Linked DNA regions of Mus musculus: regions 2, 3, 4 and 5 are each linked to region 1. Evidence: chromatin contacts called from public capture Hi-C and promoter capture Hi-C data. All regions are on one chromosome and are shown on one strand. The core of a region is the stretch at or near the end of the contact, and the rest is flanking DNA. Distances in the headings are between cores, read along the strand shown.

What was found. Promoter capture Hi-C pulls out the DNA fragments that hold promoters and counts their contacts. Capture Hi-C pulls out chosen DNA fragments and counts their contacts.
Region 2: a capture Hi-C map of embryonic stem cells shows a contact between it and region 1, with 2.2 times the contacts expected there. The contact joins the promoter of Slc26a6 here to the promoter of Map4 in region 1. A contact is called at or near these places in 1 of 39 promoter capture datasets (embryonic stem cells) and 1 of 9 other capture datasets (embryonic stem cells).
Region 3: a capture Hi-C map of macrophages shows a contact between it and region 1, with 4 times the contacts expected there. The contact joins the promoter of Slc25a20 here to the promoter of Map4 in region 1. A contact is called at or near these places in 1 of 39 promoter capture datasets (embryonic stem cells), 1 of 115 datasets of contacts at active chromatin or transcription factors (embryonic stem cells) and 1 of 9 other capture datasets (macrophages).
Region 4: a promoter capture Hi-C map of adipose tissue shows a contact between it and region 1, with 4 times the contacts expected there. The contact joins the promoter of Epm2aip1 here to the promoter of Map4 in region 1. A contact is called at or near these places in 1 of 39 promoter capture datasets (pre-B cells), 2 of 115 datasets of contacts at active chromatin or transcription factors (bone marrow-derived dendritic cells and thymic regulatory T cells) and 2 of 9 other capture datasets (adipose tissue and liver).
Region 5: a promoter capture Hi-C map of pre-B cells shows a contact between it and region 1, with 2.3 times the contacts expected there. The contact joins the promoter of Klhdc8b here to the promoter of Map4 in region 1. A contact is called at or near these places in 2 of 39 promoter capture datasets (liver and pre-B cells) and 1 of 9 other capture datasets (pancreatic islet).

What each region holds. Positions count from the first base shown.
Region 1 is chr9:109,930,450-109,933,149 of GRCm38.p6, forward strand. Map4 (microtubule-associated protein 4) reads left to right here and starts at 1,325. Exons shown (of 19, transcript NM_001205330.1): 1 at 1,325-1,491.
Region 2 is chr9:108,852,662-108,855,361 of GRCm38.p6, forward strand. It overlaps Slc26a6 (solute carrier family 26, member 6), which reads left to right and starts at 1,382. Exons shown (of 20, transcript NM_134420.4): 1 at 1,382-2,173. It overlaps Celsr3 (cadherin, EGF LAG seven-pass G-type receptor 3), which reads left to right. Exons shown (of 36, transcript NM_001359572.1): 36 at 1-308.
Region 3 is chr9:108,660,786-108,663,485 of GRCm38.p6, forward strand. It overlaps Slc25a20 (solute carrier family 25 (mitochondrial carnitine/acylcarnitine translocase), member 20), which reads left to right and starts at 1,351. Exons shown (of 9, transcript NM_020520.5): 1 at 1,351-1,547. The coding sequence starts at 1,443.
Region 4 is chr9:111,270,563-111,273,262 of GRCm38.p6, forward strand. It overlaps Epm2aip1 (EPM2A (laforin) interacting protein 1), which reads left to right and starts at 1,283. Exons shown (of 1, transcript NM_175266.4): 1 at 1,283-2,700. The coding sequence starts at 1,399. Mlh1 (mutL homolog 1) reads right to left here and starts at 1,046. Exons shown (of 19, transcript NM_026810.2): 1 at 847-1,046. The coding sequence starts at 962.
Region 5 is chr9:108,451,427-108,454,126 of GRCm38.p6, forward strand. It overlaps Klhdc8b (kelch domain containing 8B), which reads right to left and starts at 1,375. Exons shown (of 6, transcript NM_001359428.1): 1 at 891-1,375. It also overlaps a transcript of Ccdc71 not described here.

The DNA.
Region 1 (2,700 bases), core at 75-2,574:
AGCACAGCTGTACTTCCTAACCAAGTTCTCCTGGTAACCCCTATATGCCTGAGTTTACAATCCTAGCACCTGGCTACTGAAGTTAAAGCCCCACTAGCCAAACATTGTCTTGTTGACACTGTGGTGTTACTAAACTTGCCTGTTAACATAATGAGAATGAGGAGTGCTGGAGAGAAAATTAAACTATTAAAGATAAGGCTCATAACTAAAACTACAAAGGGCACTGAGGATATATTAACCATGTAGGGCTCTTGTGATGATTAAGATATGTGGATCATGGAATAAGCATAAAGGAGTTGGGTATCACTATTTCTTCTGGACCAGTACTATGCACAGGCAATATAATGTGACCGTAGTGACACTCTAGAGGAGGGGGGCGGGGAGAGGAGAGTAGGAGGAGGTAATTTTAGCTGTGTATGGCGGCTCAAATTTGTAATCTCAACACTCAGGAGGCTGAGGCTGAGGGATTGCCATCACTCTGAGGGAGGTGGGTGATGCAAAGTGAATTTCAGGCCAGCCTGCGCTATGGTGGGAGGCACTGTGCAAAAAACCCAAAACAGAACAAAGGTGATCTTTAAGTTTTCAAGTAACTACGTTGAAAAAAGAAAAAAACTAAAAGAAACATGAAATTATTTAAGTTACTAAATACACTCCCAATTATATAATCAGTTTTTTCTTGTTTGTTTGTTTGTTTTTCGAGACAGGGTTTCTCTGTAGAGCCCTGGCTGTCCTGGACCTTACTTTGTAGACCAGGCTGGCCTCGAACTCAGAAATCCGCCTGCCTCTGCCTCCCGAGTGCTGGGATTAAAGGCGTGCGCCACCACGCCCGGCCCCATATAATCAGTTTTGCATTCAACAATGTTCCTTCTCAACTTGGTCCAGCCACGTTTCAGGCAGCTACTATGAGCTGCGCCCTCAGCTCCCAGTCAGTTCCTCGCGGTTAGCAGTGAACCCAAGGCCCCGCCCCCGCCCCTCCCAGATTACATCATAGAGCCCACCAGTCAGGGCCGGCGGGGCCCACTCAGGCCCACCCGTACGCAGGCGCGTGCGCCTGACACTAGCATCCTTTCTGCTGGAAAAGGAAGCGGCGGCCCTCTCAGAACGGCGGAGGCGGCCTGAGCCTCGCCATTCGCTGAGGCATCCGCGGGCGGGAGGCCGCAGTCTAGACCCCCGACGCGCGCCGCGCCAACGGTCCGCCACTCGTGCTGCTTCCACGGAGAGGGCGAGGAGTAGGGGCCGGCGTGGATTGGTTCGCGGCGCCTCGGCCCGCCCTTCGGTGGCGCCCATTGGCTGGGGCGGCACCCGCTGACGGCGAGCACGCTCCGCCTTCGTGCCGGCCTTCAAGAGGGCGACGAGGAAGCGGCCACCTCCCTGTGCCCCGCCCCTCCGGCTAGGTCTGTGGCTTCTGCGGCTCCTCCCGGCTGCTCCCGGCTCCTCTCTGCCCTCTCCCGGCTTCCTGCGGCTCCGGCTTGGGCTCGGCGGCGGCGGCGGGTAGGTGCGGCTGTGATTGAGATCGGAGGGTCGGCCTCCTCACTAACCTCCACGACTCCCGCCCAGGTTCTCGCGGTGGCCGCCGGGGACCCCGCAGGTCCCTCCCGAGGCGGGGAAGGGCGGTGGCTGTCCGCCTACGGGACGCCGGGGTGGTTGAGAGAGGGGGCCTGGTGGGGGGCCTGCGGGCGTGACCTTCGGAGTTTCTGAGACGCCTTCTGAGGGGACCGTAGGGGGCGAGGCGGGCGGAGAGATTTTGTATCAGGGCTTCGGAGGTTGTGGAGCCGAGGGGCTTGCCTCAGGCTGGGCATGTGCTGAGCCGGGACACTGAGGGTCGACTGCAGCCTGGGCCCTTGGGTGGGGTTCGGGATGCAGAAGGACGCCGGGGTCGTTTCTCCAGGCTTCAGGAGGGGCGTCCGTGTATGTGGGGACTGAGGCGAGCTCTGCGTGTCCCTTCTGGGGGTTATGGGTGGGGCCGAGGGGTGGTCTGGAGAATCCAACTCGAGCCCTTGTGTGCGTGGGTCCCGCACACTTTGGGGACTGACGCGCATCTAGTGTCTGGCTTCGGGAATGCAAAAGGGGTCACGTTAAGGGTGCGGAGTCCGGAAACAGGGACCAGGGCTAGCAGCGGCTGTCGGAAACGTTACTCGGAGCAGAGATTGTGGTTTATTTTAGCACCCGGGACGAGCTCTTTTGGACTGTTACTGTCGGAACTCAACTTTACTTGAGATTGCCTCCTGGGCGTTTTGGGGAGGGTTTGCTTATCTCTTGGATTGTGTAGATTAAATGCATTTGGTCTTTAGGGGAAGAGGCTGATTTCCCCACAGGTTTGTGTTTTAGGAATCCAGAACTCGCCCCCTCCTGGAGCGGAGTTGTAGCCTGTACTTCTCAGGCAAGATTAGTGTTACCCAGCCTTTTGCTGGAATCCCCCTTTCTCCTTGCCCTCCGCTGGTCCAGTTACAGAATTTCTCCCCAGGGCCTCTGCAGTGTTTCTTGCTCCCTGCGAGTGTCTCCCGCCCGTTTTCCTACTGCTGCGCTTTTGGCAACTGCCTCTGCTCTTTCCCAGGGATGGTTGTGGCATTGCATCAGGGGATATTTGTGCTTGTAATTTGCTCACTCAGCCCAGGAGGAGGGAGAATAGTATGGTGTAGAGTTGGGGGGTGGGGGTGGGAGGGTGACAAACGGGAGGGGGGCGGTTGCCGGCAGCTTGGC
Region 2 (2,700 bases), core at 132-2,631, 1.1 Mb before region 1:
CTGTGCAGCCGCCACCCACCCCTACCCTGTGTTTACTCTTGGGAGGCAGTTTCTGAGATTCAAAAAAATCCCACTTCACTGCCTGTGCCAAATCCCACCAGCCAGGTCCCCAGCTCTCTTTACCCAGACTGACCCCTGCCCTTGAAGGGCTGAGAGGCCTGTCGGTTGGGAGAGTGTCCTTGCTATGTCCTAGGTTCTGTAGATGCCCGTCTCTGGGGTCCCCTTCCAACAGTGGCCCTCTTTCCTGTCTGTGTAAATTGTTCCGTGAAGCCGCGCTCTGTTTTGGGAATAAACTTCTATAGAAAACACTTGTTCCTCTTTCTGTCTCAGCTGTTGAGAATACTCACCCAGGATGACCTTTGTAGGACTCTGAGCTCTCCTCCCTCCAAAATAGCCAGTTATTTTTAGCCCATTTCATGGGAGATTTGGACCAGGTTCCCATTTCTTTCTGAAATATGGCCTCTCACCTTGTGACTGGAGCCTGAAGTTGGAGCGCAGGAGCTGCGCCAAGAGAAGCCACTTTCCTGGTCTAGGCAGTCATATGAGGGTTTCCTTAATATCCAGAGGCTGACATTTGTGGCCCTGCCCATTAGTCACCCCAAACCTAGGCGTTCCCACTTCAGTTCCTGCTTACCCACCCACACTCTGGCCCTTACTGGTCTTTTCTCACTTGGATCAGGCCAGAGCTTCCAGACCTGGAAAGGATCCTGAGTGCTCCATTTCCAGTCTAGGCAGCCAGGTGTGAAAGTGAAAGGGGGGGGGGGGGCTTAAGAAGCCACCCATGGTGACAAATACCTTTGATCTCTTCTTTAATCCCAGCACTCACTAGGCAGAGGCAGGTGGATCTCTGTAGACAAGTCTGGTCTACAGAGAGTTCCAGGACAGCCAAGGCTAAACAGAGAAAACTTGTCTGGAAAAAAAGAAATGGAGGTGGGGTGGGGCTGGTCTTGAGGACCACTGTGCCAGGTCTCAGAAGGAAAAATCTGAGGGTGATACTCACAGCTTGGTGGTCCCTGAGAGACCCTACAGGCCTAGATCTCCCACAGTTGAGGCTGGGGCCCCTGGTTGCACACCTAGGCATCCAGATCGGTCAAGAATGTCTCCTCTGCATAAAGTGGGGACCTTCTACAAAGCATACAATTAGGTCCAGCCACTTAAGGGCACAGAGGCATAACATTGGCCAAGCGTAGCGCTGGGCCTTCGTTCCAGTCCTCCAGTCTCAGCAGAATGCTCCAGCTCCCAGCAGGTTAACAAGAATCGCAGGCAGGGACAGAAGCTAGGCCGACGGGAAGGAAAGGGTTAAAATTTTATTCTCCGGGCTCGCCCCGCCCAGAGAGTATGACTTGGATTCCACCCCCAGAATTCTGATTGGTCTGATCTTGCACATCCTAGCGGTGGAGCTTGCGGCCGGCCAAGTTCTGGGCCTGGCGCCACCTTCTAGCCGGTAGTGGCCTCCTGGGGGAGCTGTTTGAAAAGCGGTACACGAGTTACCCTCTGAGGGCCATGGGACTTCCCGATGGGTCCGGTGAGTTGCAGGGCGCTGCCCAAATTCCGCGTGCCCGCGAAGCGCTAGTAGTTCTGTGACTCCCGGCCTGGGTCAATTCAGGAAGGGAACCTCCAAGTCCCCGACAGGCATTTCCCGTCTGCGGAGCCTTAGTTTACCGCCTTGCCGATTTTCCGAAGGAGGTTATCCATCAACAGCGAGGGATGGGGGCGGGCTCTGGCGCGACCCCAGCTCTTGAGGGTTGTACTGAACGTCCCTGGAGTGCTAATAAGGGCGCTGCAGGGAAGTTGCTGCTTACCGAGGAGTCCTGGCACGGGAGGTGTGCCAGCTGGGCGCGTTGGGACTGGGAGAGAAACCGCTGCAAGACAGGCTCTAGCCAGGCGGTGGACCAGCCGCGGCCTGAGTCGGCAGGGTACTGTTCACATTTGTCGCTGCCGGCCCTTGTGCCCTCCCAAAGGGAGGTGCCAAGCATCAAGGCTCCGCCCTCCAAGGCGCGTGCCGCCTGGTAAGGGGAGGGAGCCCTTTAAGAAGACTTGAGAGATCTTGAAGGAGGGGAGAGGGGCCGCTGAGATCTCCTGGAGCCCGCGGTGCAGAGAATCTCTGAAGATCTTCCTTGCGTCTGCACTGCTCCCTCCTCCATTGGATACCCAGGTTAGAGAGTCTTCCCAGGTGAGTTCCTACCCCTCTGGTGGGATTCTCTCCCCTGGTTATAGCCTCTCCTAGATCAGAACTCACAGGTGATATCTTTCCCACAGGCTAGCCCCTCCCCCCTGCCCACTCCAAATTTGTTTCCCCTGAAATATATTTATAGAGAGCTGCATTCCATATGGAGGCACCCCCCCCCCAGATCAGAGTTTCTTCTGAGAGACCCCCTCAGATCCTATTCTCTGGTAAAGTCTCCCACTTCCGAGAGAAGTGCCTCTCCAGAGAAGTGCCTCCCGATGAGAGATTCCCACACCCCCGGTCAGAACTTGCCTGGCTGGTGAAAGCTTTCAGGGCAGAGTTCCCTCCAGGTTGGATTGGCTTCCAAAAGCTCCTGTTCCCAGGTGAAGTCTCTCTACTTCGAGTGGGAGCCTGTCAAAACTCCCTGGAGGTGAGAGCTTCGACCCTGGAGTCTTGCTGGACCCTGTCCTGAAACTGGAGGGCAGTATTGCTTACAGACCTCTGGTTTGCTAGTTCTTATCTGTCAACTCGCT
Region 3 (2,700 bases), core at 101-2,600, 1.3 Mb before region 1:
ATGTCTAAAATGTCCTTTACCATCCTCTAATCTGCTTGACCCCATCTCTTCCCCAATCTCAGTTAAAGATGATGTCTTCTCTCTAGTTGCTAAGGCCAAAAACATTAGCATTGTCCCGTAAGCCTCTCTCACAAAACTTTTTCTAAAAAAAAAATATATATTTACTCATTTTTATTTTGTGTCCTTGAGTCTTTGCCTCCATGAATGTATGTGTGCTTGGTGCCCAAAGAGGCCCAAAGAGGGCATTAGGTCTCATGGAAGTATAGTTTCAGACAGTTCTGGGCTGCTACGAGGGTGCAGGGAACAGAACCCAGGTACTCTGTAAGAGCAGCCAGTTCTCTGAGCTGCTGAGCCAGCTTCTGCAGCTTCTGCATGAGTAGTGAGCAGAATGAATTTCCGTTCACTAACAGGTCCTTCGGGTTTTCCTTTAGAAAATATTCACCATTGGATCGCACCTCGTTAACAACTCTGCTATGTGCTGGTCCAAGCCAACATTTCTACTCATGACCTTTAACTTTCTCCAGCCCCCTGGATTTCCTCTGGCTGTTTTCACCAGCAGTTACAGCGATCCTGATTTTTGTCTGTTTGTTTTAAAATCCGATCTGAGATTGTTAGTCTCCATCTAAAACCTGTCATAGAAGAGACTGATGTCCTCACAGTTCCTCCTGATGAGTAGTCTCCGTTTCTCCTGTCCTCACTGGCTGCTCCACCATCCCACCGCACCCCATTCCCACCCCTGTGGCCTGTGGTTTCTCAGATTTGACAACACAGACATCTCAGAGTTTTCAAATTTTCTTTATCTTCTGCCAGAAAGGTCCTTCATCCTTTACCGGGTATCTTTAGACAGGACTCATTTCCATGCCCTAGATCTTAATCCTTTGCCTTCCTAATGAGAGCTTCTCTTGTTTAACAAATTAGTTACAAATTATTTGTCTCCCACACTTTACTTCTTCCCGGATTTATTTTCCTATAGAGCCATTTTTACCATAGGACATATGCCATTTTTAACTTAGTCAAGGCTTATCAAAGACAGGGACCTCTATGGGGTACCTCCACTCTTCAGCACCTAAAAAAAAAAAAGTGGCTGTCACGCAAAAGGGTGTATGCGACCTCTGGGGAGTGCACAGATGCATAGGACCACAGAGGACCAGAGAAAGAAAAAAACTCAAGTCCAAGAAGACTTCCTGGAGGAGTAAGTCCCTGACAATCATTCCCAAGCCCCTCCCATACATCATTAGGGAAAGAGCCCCGCCCACTAAGGAGGAGGGCAGCCGGAAGTAGACTTCAGGGCGGAAGCCAGGCTAGTACGACTGGGCCCTCTTTCCGACCTGCCCACGGCCCCGCCCACCTGAATGTAGGTGAAAGGTCGGCGGAGCCGCTCGGGCAGCGGAGCAAGACCAAGACTGCCCGGAGCTGACAGACAGACAGACAGAAGACTGAGCATGGCAGACGAGCCGAAACCCATCAGTCCGTTTAAGAACCTCCTGGCTGGCGGCTTCGGCGGCATGTGCCTGGTGTTTGTGGGGCACCCCCTGGACACGGTCAAGGTGCGCGGAGTGTGGACGGGGGCTTGTGGAGGAATGCCCCGGGGCGGTGTGTGTGTGTGTGGGGGGGGGGGGGGGGGTTACGTGGAAAGTAGGGACCGCCGCGAGGTGCTGCCTTTCTGAACAGAAGTGGAGCCGGGCTGATGGATGCTTCCTTCCGTGGGAAGTTTACAGAGGGTTGGTATGTAGTTTACTAGGAAGCGCTGCTTTACCTAACCCGGCCAGAGGCTCTGCATTCAACTCCCTGGCACCTCAAAACAATTTTTTTTTCCTCTCGAGAATCAATACGAAATAGACAGAGGCTGTACCTCGCGCCCTAAGAGCCCTACAGCTCCTATTTCAAGGTCTTCGGATGGCAGTCTTTTTTTGAGCCCTGCGCACTTCTTTGGAGATGAGAAAGAAAAAGCTGCTGTCTGTGCCCGGTTAACCCTGATATTGTTATAAAGATTGGAACAGGTTATCTGTAGACTTGACCTCCCCCACAAATTAAGGACAAAGGTGGCAGAGATGTCCTTTGACACAGTCTCGTAAAGCCGGTGTGTCCCATAGCCTATCTCTTGTGCACTTTTCTTTGCCTGAAGAGGCACCTGGCCATTTACAGCCAGTCATTCACTGCAGGGTAAGCTGCATAGTCACCCCCATAGCAAGCAATGACCAGCCAGGCTCAGGTGTGGAAATCGAGGGGACCTTTCTCTCCTCAGCCTTTTATTCTTCCTCTTGCTGTACTCTCAGCCAGGTCTTGTGGAGACTAAAATCTATATTCGATGACTTAGCTCATAGATGAGCTCATATAAGCTCGTAGCTTATAGGTTTCTTTTTTCTTCTTCTTCTTCTTCTTCTTTTTTTATGGACATAGACCTGAAAGGAAATGACAGGTCATAGCCAGGATGAGCCTGTGAGAAGAAGACATGAGTCTTTTGTGTGTGTGGATGGCGTGTTGCTGGGGGCTGGAAGCCAGAGAAGATGTGAATCTCATAAAGGTGGTAACCTCGGTTGGGGGCTTGATAGGATGTCAGATCCAGTTTCCTCTGAAAGAGAACAGTATCCAAGGGCTCTTCCTTGGCAGGCTTGACAGCAGGCTATCTCACGGCCTCTGTTCAAAGTGAGGCTCACCACAGACAGCTCATCCCGAGGAGACTCTGTAGTGTTCATCTGT
Region 4 (2,700 bases), core at 33-2,532, 1.3 Mb after region 1:
TTTTGCTATTGCTCTGAATTGTAATGTAAATATCAGAATTTCACGATGGTCTTAGGTGACTCCTGCATAAAGGTCTTTGGACCCCAAAGAGGGCCTGAGGTCATTTATCTCAGTGTCATCGTTCTGAATGCTTTGTCTTTTCAGTGCACTTCTGAACATTTGTCTTCTTTGGCTTTCACAACCATCAACTGATATTAACACAAAGTCCTTATGTACACAGTGTCCTTTTTGAACTTATTTGGTGGTGTGTCTACTTTGGGGTATACTATTCACTGTGCCTATTAAAGGTTAAACAGTACACGTTTAACTTCTCCCCTCCACAACCTGACGGGTCTAAGTCTCAGATGCAGGTCTAAGTCTCAGACTAGGGTCACTCACTAATTTGACAAGAGGAGAGTCAGAAAAAAAGCCCCATGTCCTGATACGTCTGAATAAAACTCAGAAGAAACTGTGCCTTGGATGTGTAGGGATTATTCCGGGAATGAATGATAAACCTAAAATGGCACACTCTGAAGACTGTTTCTCTTCCACCCTTACACATTCACACATCGTCAGCCGCGCATCTTCGTTGTATGTAACGTGGCGGCGAGCCGCATACTCCAGGAAGATACCATTAAACCAATACCACGCGTGCTTCCCCTACTTGCGACCCAAACAGGTCTCGCGCAAGTCGTGAGGACCTTCGGCCGTGTGCATAATGGGAAACCAGCCTGGCACGCGCAGGGTCCCTGTGCCCGATGCCCCCACGGTCCCCGTGCTCGGTGCCCCGCACGGTGGCCGACTGCAGCAGGTGGGTCGGCCCGCCCCGGCTCTCAGTCGGGGAACTCGGCTCCGCTCCCTCCGTACCAGTTTTCTATCATCTCTTTGATAGCATTGGCCGGCCGCTGAATGACTTCCCCCGCCGCTATGCGGTTCACTACCGTCTCGTCCAGACGCCGAATAACTCCTGCTACAAACGCCATATTGGCGCCCGAGTTCCCAGTCAGCCAATCACTCGAGCTCCTCACGCTCAAGTTCTTCCTTCAGCTTCGGCCGACTGCAGTCCTGCGCCGTCTTCCCAGCGGCAAGTGCTGATTGGGCAGCATGAATGCCAGTCAAGCGCTTTTACACGTCAGTTCCTGGGATCTCTGTCCCGCTCTAAACAGCGGCCCGACACCAGGCTAGAAGGCAACGCGCTTGCGCGTCAAAGTTCACGGTCCGCTCTTCCTATTGGCTCATTTCTGAGAGCTGAGGGAATACGAAATCTCCAGCCAATAGGAACGGAGGTGCCCTGGCGGAGGCTGGTGCACCCCTGCTCGGGTGATCTGGCGCAGAACCCAGGGGGTGCTTGGCGTTCGTCGGGCTCCTCCCCGTTTGCTGCGGCCTCAGAGCTCGGCGTTCTCCTGTGGCCTCCGCAGAATGTGGATGACGCCCAAGAGGATTAGGATGGAAGTCGACGAGGCTCTGGTGTTCCGGCCCGAGTGGACCCAGCGATACCTGGTGGTGGAGCCTGCGGAGGGTGACGGGGCCCTGTGCCTGGTGTGTCGCCGCCTGGTCGCCTCTACTCGGGAACGCGACGTGAGGCGCCACTACGAGGCCGAGCACGAATTCTACGAGCGGTTTGTAGGGGACGAGGAACGCGCGGCCCTGGTCGAGCGTCTGCGGCAGGGTGACATGTCTTTGGCCGCCGTGCTCACTCCGGAGGAGAGAGCGACCCGGGCAGGCCTCGGCCTCTGCCGCTTCTTGGCCTTGAAGGGTCGCGGCTGGGGTGAGGGTGACTTCGTACACCAGTGCATGGAGGTGTTGCTGAGAGAGGTGCTGCCGGATCACGTCGGCGTCCTGGAAGGCATTGACTTGTCTCCAGAGATCACACGGCAGAGGATTCTGAGCATTGACAGCAACCTCCGCAGCCAGCTGTTTAACCGAGCCAGGGACTTTAAGGCCTATTCCCTTGCTTTGGATGACCAGGCTTTTGTGGCCTATGAGAACTACCTGCTGGTCTTCATCCGTGGCGTCGGCCGCGACCTGGAGGTGCAAGAAGATCTTCTGACGATTATCAACCTGACTCATCACTTCAGTGTTGGGGCTCTCATGTCGGCAATTCTGGAAGCCCTGCAGACAGCAGGGCTCAGCTTACAGCGAATGGTTGGACTGACCACGACCCACACTTTAAGGATGATCGGCGAGAACTCCGGACTGGTCTCCTACATGAGAGAGAAGGCCGTGAGTCCCAACTGTTGGAACGTAATCCACTATTCGGGATTTCTTCACTTGGAACTGTTGAGTTCTTATGATGTTGATATTAATCAGATCATAAATACCATATCTGAATGGGTAGTTATGATTAAGACCAGAGGTGTTAGGCGACCGGAGTTTCAGCCTCTACTAACTGAGTCTGAGTCAGAGCATGGTGAAAGAGTTAACGGACGGTGTTTGAACAACTGGCTGAGAAGAGGCAAAACGTTAAAACTAATATTTTCACTAAGAAAAGAAATCGAGGCGTTCTTGGTCTCAGTGGGGGCAACAACAGTTCATTTCTCAGACAAGCAGTGGCTTTGTGATTTTGGTTTCTTGGTAGATATTATGGACTATCTTCGAGAGATCAGTGAAGAACTGCAGATCAGTAAAGTCTTTGCTGCTGCTGCCTTTGAACGCATCTGCACCTTTGAGGGTAAGCTGAGTTCACTTCAGAGACATATGGAGGAAGTAAATCTAACAGAC
Region 5 (2,700 bases), core at 125-2,624, 1.5 Mb before region 1:
CTGTCAAGAAACAGATGAACAACATGTAGCTGAAGGCAGGCCAGGCCCAAAACCACTCGTGCAGAAAGACCCACACCTTTGACTAACACTCTACTGGTGAAGGTCCTTCTATAGTGGGAAGAATAGATTCCAGGTACCCAGAAGGCGTTCTCGGTTCTTGTGGGAACATGAGGGATTCTTCCCTCCCCAACCTTAAGAACTAGCAAATAGTAACTTGATCAATTTAGAGTGGAAGGGAAGATAGAGCCCAAATCTCCATCCTAGCGTGCTTCCTGTCCCAACAAGTCTTATCTCAGTGCTCCAAGAGAGTTCTGCATCCTCTACACACTGGCATCTAGTGTGCCTTCAACAACCTGGGTCCAGCCATCAGGGTCCCTCATCCTGTAGTCCTTACAAGAAGGATCTTCTACAAGGTATAACCATTTATATCAGCAAAAGGCCAGTCTCATATGCGAGACCCAAAGGGGCTAGACTCCAGGATTCCACACTCCCTTTGAAGTCCATCCTTTATGGGTGTGGCGATGCCAGCAGATTCCCTGCTGAGGAGGTTTTAAAAGGCTGGTGTAGAGAATCTCTTGAGCACAGGATTAGAAGGTCCCTGAGTCCAGGGCTTTTCCTGTAGGAATAAACGGCTGGATTCCTGACACCCCCCACCCAAGAGCACATTCCTTAGCCTCCCCTTTTGCTGTGTGTGTATCTCTCTGTGTCTATGTCTCTATGTGTATGCTGGGGGTCTCCACTCTCAGTCCCGGGATTTAACAGGGACGGCCTCCTGGCCCCAAACTTCCAACTCAAAGGAGAGTGGGGGGCGGGTCTGGCTAGTGGGTTTAATTAAGGTTCTATCCTTCATGCCCCAAACTTCCCCTGCGCGAGGTTCCCGCGGGACTCACCTGCTGGATCTCAAATGTCGCCAGGGCACGGGGTCCGCTGTTCCGCCTCCGCCTCCGCTGGCTCCGGCTAGGGCTGAAGCTGGGCTCTGGTGGGGCTCCCGCACCGCTCCGGCGTGGGGCGGGGCTGGACCGGGTCCGCCCCTCGCTCCCCCCTCCCCAGATTCGGGGAAACCTCCTCCCGCCTTAACTCTGCACATGCCACGGCAGGAGTAGGGCGCACCGACCCACGGTCACCCAAAATGAACAGACAGGCATATGGACATCCGGCCGGCCAGGATTTAGGGCTCTACCTGGGGCGATGATAGAAATGAGGCAGCGGCGAGCAACACAACACCGGTATGGTGGGATCGGAGGCGGGTGTCGTTGTGAGTCGGATCCACTCTGGGTACAATCAGCCAGGGGCTAGCCAGTGGAACCTGGGGCCTTTAGGGGTCGGAGTCCGCCCATCACAACTGAGCTTGGAGGTGCCAAACCACAAGCTTCCCAGCGGCGCCCCCTAGAGGCCACTAGGGCTGTAGCCTGGGCCTCTGGTTGGGGAGCCCAGCCGAGCTGTCCTAACCATGACACAAAGCAGGACACAGAAAAGATCCCTTAGTGTATATGGAGACTAGCAGCTTGTAGGGTGGAGGGGCAGACTGTACTAGCCTTGGGGCCTATCTAGACCTTCTTTATAGAAAAGTAGGTTATTTTTGCTTCGATCCGAGCAGTGGATGTGCACAATCAGCCAGATGCCAGGAGTCTCTCTGCCTAATGCTACTCTGGGGCTACTACTCAGAGGTTGGGTGACTGTTCATCTTCAGGGTACAGAGCTCATCTCTAGCCAACTCCGTGGTCATGTGATAGCAAACTGGTGTGACAAAGACTCCCCTGGAGTGAGAATTCTGAAATTTTGATTTCTTTTAACATCAGAGAAATCGTATAGGAATATGTTTTTGTTTTAATGCCAGGTGTGGAGATACGGGGCTGCTTCCCAGCAGCTGACTACGATTTGCCTGTGTTCTAGCAAAAGCAGGGTTTTGCCAGCTGCACATAGTTTCTGTGATTGTGTTATGTTTGGAATTCTGGGTACTTCTCAGAGGATATAAGTTTGAGAGCCCTGGGGGGTGGATGGGTGGTTGTTGGCCATCAGTGGGGAGGGGACTAGTTGCAGTTTGTTAGTTGTCAAAAGAAATTAGATTCAAGGACCTCTATTTATCTCTCCCCTCTATCCTTCTTTCTCTCCTATCTAGTGATAGGGGTTGAAACTGGGGGATGAAGGGTGGGAAAAAAACCCACAAAGTAGCAAAGACCAGCTGCATCCACCTACCTCTGATTCACACTTTGGCTCAGCCTATCTTGTGAGCATTCTGATCAGCCGAAGCTTCCAGTTGGAAAGCTTGTGTGAACAGCTCCTGCACTTGTCTGTGTCTGCTCATTGATTCCGACCCTTTTGTGTACAGTGTTTAGCTTAATTTTCCCAACGCAGATCTTGAGGCAGTGACACAAGTGTGTGTGGTTAGTGTAGGAGGTGAAGCCAGGAAGCACCCGCAGAGAAGTAGCAAGAAGACCAAGGAAAGCAGCCAATAAAGGAGGTACCATCAGTTACCACCGTGGGTAACTGCAACCTGGGGATTCTGGGAGGTGACTAGAAACATGGGTCTTATATTGTTACTGCTCCCAAGAACAAGGGGACCTAAGAAACCCACCTTCACATCCCCAGGGATCATACAGTACTAATGCCTTTGCATGCCCAAAATTCTGACTGTCCAAAATGTGGATGAACCCTTCTTTATGACTAAATAGAGCCTATAGCTCTCTCAGTGGTTGTCAG